Regions from separate parts of the Bos taurus genome. Here region 2 is linked to region 1. Evidence: chromatin contacts called from public Hi-C data. All regions are on one chromosome and are shown on one strand. Each heading gives the region's core, a stretch centred on a gene start, on an enhancer-like site or on the middle of the called end of the contact. The rest is flanking DNA. Distances are from core to core; before and after follow the strand shown.

Region 1 (3,049 bases), core at 281-2,780:
ATCAGCTATCTGCATCTCCCCAGGGATTTTTCATGAGCCTAAGAAGGAAATCTTAGTCAAGTTCCCAAGGGTAAACCATCTTTGTCAAGAGACCACTGAGAACAATTTCTAAAGATGGAAGACACTCCTTCTGTGTTCCCAGCATCTGGGTTAGCACTGGGGGTAGAATGGAGGGCTGCTTAAGCCTTGCATCTCAGAAAAAGCATCTTCTAGTGAATTGTGGATAATTGTATAGGTTTTACATAGTAACTTATCACAGCAAAAATAACAAAATTAAGGAATGAAGATAATGTCCATATTTCACCCCTCAACCCCTCCTTCGTTCTACAGAGGGAAACGGGTGAGAAGAGAATAAAAGGGCTGCCGCCAGTCAAGGAAGTTTACACTTAACCCACCCCTCTCCGGCCTGAGTGCACACAACTCACTGCCTGGGGGGCTGTCCAGGCAGAAAGGACAGGGTGAGAGTCAGGGGGTGCTGGGCATCAGGACAACCAGGGCTCAGGATACAAGCTTTCTGGTCCCGACTGCATCTCTAATCATTTTCATGACTTTGGACAAGGCATTCTGCCCGCTTCCTGTGTACAACTGAGGGGCTTGGTCTAAGTGTTCTCCAAGGCTCCTAACAGCTCCTTAAAATTAGTATCTTTTTGGTAAAGTGAGTGTAGGGAGGTTGTAAAATGAAGCATGATTATCCCTGTTGGCTGTAAAAGAATAGGCCCTTGAAGGCAGTGCGAAAACAATCCACAAGGAATCCTTGTGATGGGTTAGGCATCTATACAGAAACACAGAATTGTGTGTTCTGCATAACACCAGTGGAGACACATGAGGCCATGTAAAACGGGGCTCAGGTAAGAAAGCCCACATCTTAACGCAGAAAATCAGGCTTCTGAACCTAAGCTGTGCCCTAGCTTCCTTACAGTCTCTCCCCGTGATAATGTAGCACCTTGAGCGCACAATTAAATGTCAGCCACAGAAAACATTTGTTGTTCCAGAAGGGGATTTTTTTGTCCTCAATATAATGGATATGCAGAAACAATGATAGAACAGACATTTTTTTTCTAAAGCGATGACAAACACACTGCTGCTTCCTCCCTCCCTCCTTTCCTCTTATCCCCACCCCCCAAAATAAATCATTGTTTAAAAAAAATCCCATTGTCTATTGTCCACGGAGATCAAGATCTGCCTAGGAACCGTGCTGGCGGGCTCGAAGCTGCCGCGAGCAGCCGGTAGGTGGCGCACGAAGGCAGCGCAGGCGGGAGCTCGGGACCCATCCCGGCGGGGGCGGTGGGGTGCGGGGGAATCTCACCACCCCACGCCCGCCCGCCGCCGCCTTCCACCCCCTCCTCACGTGCTAATTGCTGAATACTCTACTGGGACTTGGGTTAAGGGGAAAGAAAGCGGGAATGGGAGGTGGGGGAGGGAGGTGGGGAATCCGGTTCCGAATACACAAAGCCTCCGGGGTCGGCGGCCGAGGAGCAGGGCGTCCCCTCCCTTCCCCCCATCACCCAGCACCGCCCGGCCGCACCCGGCCGGGGCTCCGGCCAGACGGGCAGACAGACCACTGGTGGTGGGAGGCGGGTGGTGCGGGGTGGGGATCGCCGGGGAGAGGGGTCGGGGGGTGTGATCTGGGTTTAGAGCCCCACGCCCGGGTCCTTGGCTCACGCCTAAGCCTGGATACCTCCCTCTCTAGCTCACCTATCCAGAGCACCCCAGTTGCTGTTCAGCCGAGCATGGGGCTGCCTTCCGACTCGGGCAAGGCCAAGGCCAGGACCCGCTGCGGGCACGGCCCCCAAGCAACAGGGTCCGGTGGGCCCCGGAGTAGCAGGCTCCCATGTGGCTGCCTGAGCCCGGCTGGCGCCATCCGCATGCATCCCTCAGGAGGACTGGCGACCCTGCCCCTCCCGGGTCAGCCCGCGCTGAAAGGGCCACGCGGTCGTCCACGACCCCCAACCTCTGTCTAGTAGAACATGGTGTTACATGCTTGATGGCCCTAAAGTCAGACGCCTGGGTTGAAATGTGAGCCTTGACACCTGGGGTCTTTTGATCTTGGGGATGTCCCTAAACCCCCCAATCCTCCTTCTCCCCAACTATTAAAAGTGGCAGTAAAAAATAAAATAAAAGTGGCAGTAATACTTACCTTACAATAACGATGTGAGGATTTTTAAAAAGTGATGCTTAACTTAGCAGGAGGCCAGCCTAGAGTAATTTATTAACAACCCGACTCTCCTTGGAGCTGGACGATGATGCACAATTTGTTGCCCCCTGAGACCCATCTGGCATCTTTGTCTCCTAGACTGAGGAGCAGGGGGCCAAGAGATGAGCCGAAGAACATCCTTAGACTGGGCACTCCTAACAGCAGATGCCATCAGTTTGTCCCTCTTCAGCCCTCTGCCTCCATCCGTCTTCCTGCCCCTGATGCTGGGCTGCGGCAGTGTGGGGCCCCTGTCCTCTCCTTCCTCTTTCCTGGGTATATGTTTCTCTTCTCAGTTGGAAAGGTCTCAGAGAGTGTATAGGGCTCTGGGGTCAGACACACTCAGATTGGAAAATTCTGAGCCCACGTCTCCTAGCTGGGACATTGGGTATGTCATTTAACCTCCCTGAGCTTCAGTTTGCAGCTTTATGAAATGGTGGTCATGATTCGTACCTAAGGGTTCCTCTGAAGATTAAAGGAGATAAAGTTTCTAAACAGCCAGGTATATACTATCTGTTCAGTCGATTTTTAAGTTTACAGTTGAAATTAGGTCAGATTATCTTGCAGATCACTGGAGTTTCTGCAGACAGCCACCAAAGTTGAACCCCAGAACTACTACCGTTGAGCGTCTCGTCTCCCTTCTGAGTCAGCAAGCTTTATTTGCCCTCCAGGAAGAGAGCAGAAATCCAGTGAGGCCACATTCTCTTCTCCCCAGAGCCTCACAAGCATAACTCAGACACTTAGATAGGCTTACTCAGTCTTTGGGGTCACCAAAGGCGCATTTTAGAGCAATACTCCATCTAGAAGTTTCTCTGGGGGTGGGCCTTGCTTTCAAGCTGCATCTAAGCCATGGTGTGT
Region 2 (2,794 bases), core at 106-2,605, 100 kb after region 1:
TGAGATCCAAAGTTCTTTTATTCCTGGCTATTTTAGAAAACTGGGGTGTATTTTTACCCAAAAAACTAATTCCATAAGATTTATTGAGATAATACAAAATGCCTTATTACAAACAGCTCACAATCAAGATCTTGTCCTACTGATGATCACAGAAACTGTTCCTCAATTTTAATTGTTTCAAAATTATGTATATACGCAACGGGTTAAGTCCGGGTTACTTTCTGTGGGTGCTATTCCATTTTAATTGTACTTTTTTGTAAGTTCATTTGAACAGAAAGAAATATATCTAGCAATAAAGTGTGCCTGTTATTTTTGCTTGTTTTTGTTTTATGACAAACTGTGAAATGCTGTGTTTTTCCTATAGTTTTAGTCCATGAAATCTGCATCTTTCCACTTCATTTAGGAAGGACCCTTAATTACTGCTGTCATTAGCACCTAGTGTTCAAAACAGTCTGTTAAAATGTACTGTTAGTCTCACCTCTAAGTCCCTGCTTGCTTTATTTCAATTTTTTTCCAAGGTTAAGTAAAACAATAATTGCCCTAATAACAACAATCATGCACAGCGAATCAAATAACATTCCAAGTTTTTTGTTGCCTATTTCTTTTTCTTCAGAATTCCGCTTTTCTGTGTTAAGATTGGCCTAGAGTTTGAAAAAGTGTCCATAAGTAGGGTTACTACTACCGAGGACTTATTACTGGGGTTTTAAAAACAAGCCAGTATTTGCTTTTCTTTCCATATGGATAAGGATGACAGACAACTGCTGCGAAGCTTTAATGTTTCTGCCTGGTCATGCACAGTTCTGCAAAATATGCATAAATGTATATCAACAACTTGGGATCGCTTGATACCTCGCTCAGAATAAGGAAATCCAGCCAGGCGCGTCCACGCGGCCGTCCGCGCGTGCACACACGCACACATACACCCAGGCGCGCGCACGCGCGCGCACCACACACAGAAACACACACACACACACGCACAGGTCAAAAGTTGATTAATTCCCGAGATCCCCCAGAATCTTTTTCTCTTTTCTGCCAGCGCCGACTTCCCAGGCCGGGTGGCAGTGAAGTTAGGGGCGTGCGAGGGGCGGGGAGGAAGAGCAGAGGGAGGCGGGAGCTGGGTGCCGGGCGCCGGTGCGCGCCGCGCCCGCTCCTGCCGGGTGAGAGTCCGGGCCGGGTTTTGCTCCGTGTCCCCGGGCTTGTCTCACGGCCTCCAGCCGCCGCCGCTGCCGTGTTTACTGAGCTCGCGCGTCCTGATATCACTCCGCTGGCATGGAGGAGGAGGAGGAGGTGGAGGAGCGAGAGGAGGAGGAGGCGGCGGCGGCGGCGGCGGCGGCGGCGGCGGCGAGCAGTTGATCATTGTGATGGTGGCAGGAGCAGCGGCGGCAGCGGCAGCCCAGCCGAGCGTTAGGGGCTGCTCTCCGCGCGGCGTTTTGCAAAGGACTTCACCGATCTACTTTTGCAGTCGCCTCGGACTGTCCATGTGTTTACTTCCCCCAGCCCGAGGATTCGATATCTAGGTTCCTGTGAAATGCAACTGAGCAGCCAAAGTACTTTGAGAACACGGGGCGGCATAAACACCAAAACTTTTTTGTGGAAGGAAAATGCAATAAGCAAGCTTGCCGTTTTCCGATGCGGTGTGGAGTGAGTGTGTGTCGCGCGTGTCCGCACTGGAGGCATATGCTTGTGTGTGTACATGGGTTGTGTTTTTCGGTACGTAGGGAGAAAATGCTTGCCAACCACCGGAAATCTCTTGGAATTTATTAGAAAATAATGGATTATGAAAAGAAGGCAGGCGAAGAGCGGATCTTCCCTTGAGTTGCAACCCGATTTGCTGCTGGCTCAGTTTGTTGTGATTCTTTTTGTTGATAGGTGTCTGATGGTATTCTGATAACACCCCCCCTTTTTTCCCCTCGAGCTTTACAGTTTAAAAAAAGGAAACAAAAAAACCACCCCAAAATCTCCCCCCCCCCTTTTTTTTTCGCCCGGTCGGGATCGCTGTTTCTATCCATGTGCTTGCGTCTCCCCCGCGTTCCACTTAAACTATTTTAATCCTTGGACCCAAGGAGGAGGCTGATAGGGGGTGGATAAAAAAAGTTCTTCCAAAATAGTGTGCCCGGGGAGCAGGATGGGGGATTTCGCAGCCCCCGCTGCTGCCGCGAATGGCAGTAGTATTTGCATCAACAGTAGCCTGAACAGCAGCCTCGGCGGGGCCGGGATCGGTGTGAATAATACTCCCAATAGTACTCCCGCTGCTCCGTGTAGCACTCACCCGGCTGCCGGCTGCGGCACCGGCGGCTCCGGGGGCCCAGGCGGCGGATCGGCGGCCGTCCCCAAGCACAGCACGGTGGTGGAGCGGCTCCGCCAGCGCATCGAGGGCTGCCGGCGGCACCACGTCAACTGCGAGAACAGGTACCAGCAGGCTCAGGTGGAGCAGCTGGAGCTGGAGCGCCGGGACACCGTGAACCTCTACCAGCGGACCTTGGAACAGAGGGCCAAGAAATCGGGCGCCGGCACCGGCAAGCAACAGCACCAGAGCAAACCCCAGCAAGATGCGGAGGCTGCCTCGGCGGAGCAGAGGAACCACACGCTGATCATGGTGAGGGCGCGCTGGCAGCGGGCACTGGGCGCGCGCATGAAGGGGGGGGGGGGGCGCGTGGAGCTTCTTAACAAGGGGGCGCGGGGATCTGATTTGCACGGCGGGCGAGGTGGGCTGAAGCCGAAGGGTTAACGTCAACTTTTTTGAGGTAAAAGCTGCCGTCGCCGCTACCTGTTAATCTGTCAGGGTTGTCAGATT

Evidence for each region. Hi-C and Micro-C count contacts between places; a contact is called where the count stands out from the background.
Region 2: a contact with region 1 is called in a Hi-C map of liver, with 3 times the contacts expected there. The contact joins the promoter of MAML3 here to the enhancer-like site in region 1. A contact is called at or near these places in 4 of 11 Hi-C or Micro-C datasets (liver, skeletal muscle and skin fibroblasts).

What each region holds. Positions count from the first base shown.
Region 1 is chr17:17,457,436-17,460,484 of ARS-UCD2.0, forward strand. All of the region lies in intron 5 of LOC107133280 (a long non-coding RNA gene), which reads left to right. Among named protein-coding and RNA genes, the nearest start is that of MAML3, 100 kb to the right of the region's middle. Within about 2 kb of position 1,531, at least 29 of the 102 cell types and tissues checked have an H3K27ac peak or open chromatin away from gene starts, as enhancers often do. A contact at or near this core is called in liver and skeletal muscle, where this site is marked.
Region 2 is chr17:17,559,360-17,562,153 of ARS-UCD2.0, forward strand. MAML3 (mastermind like transcriptional coactivator 3) reads left to right here and starts at 1,356. Exons shown (of 5, transcript XM_015475390.3): 1 at 1,356-2,596. The coding sequence starts at 2,126.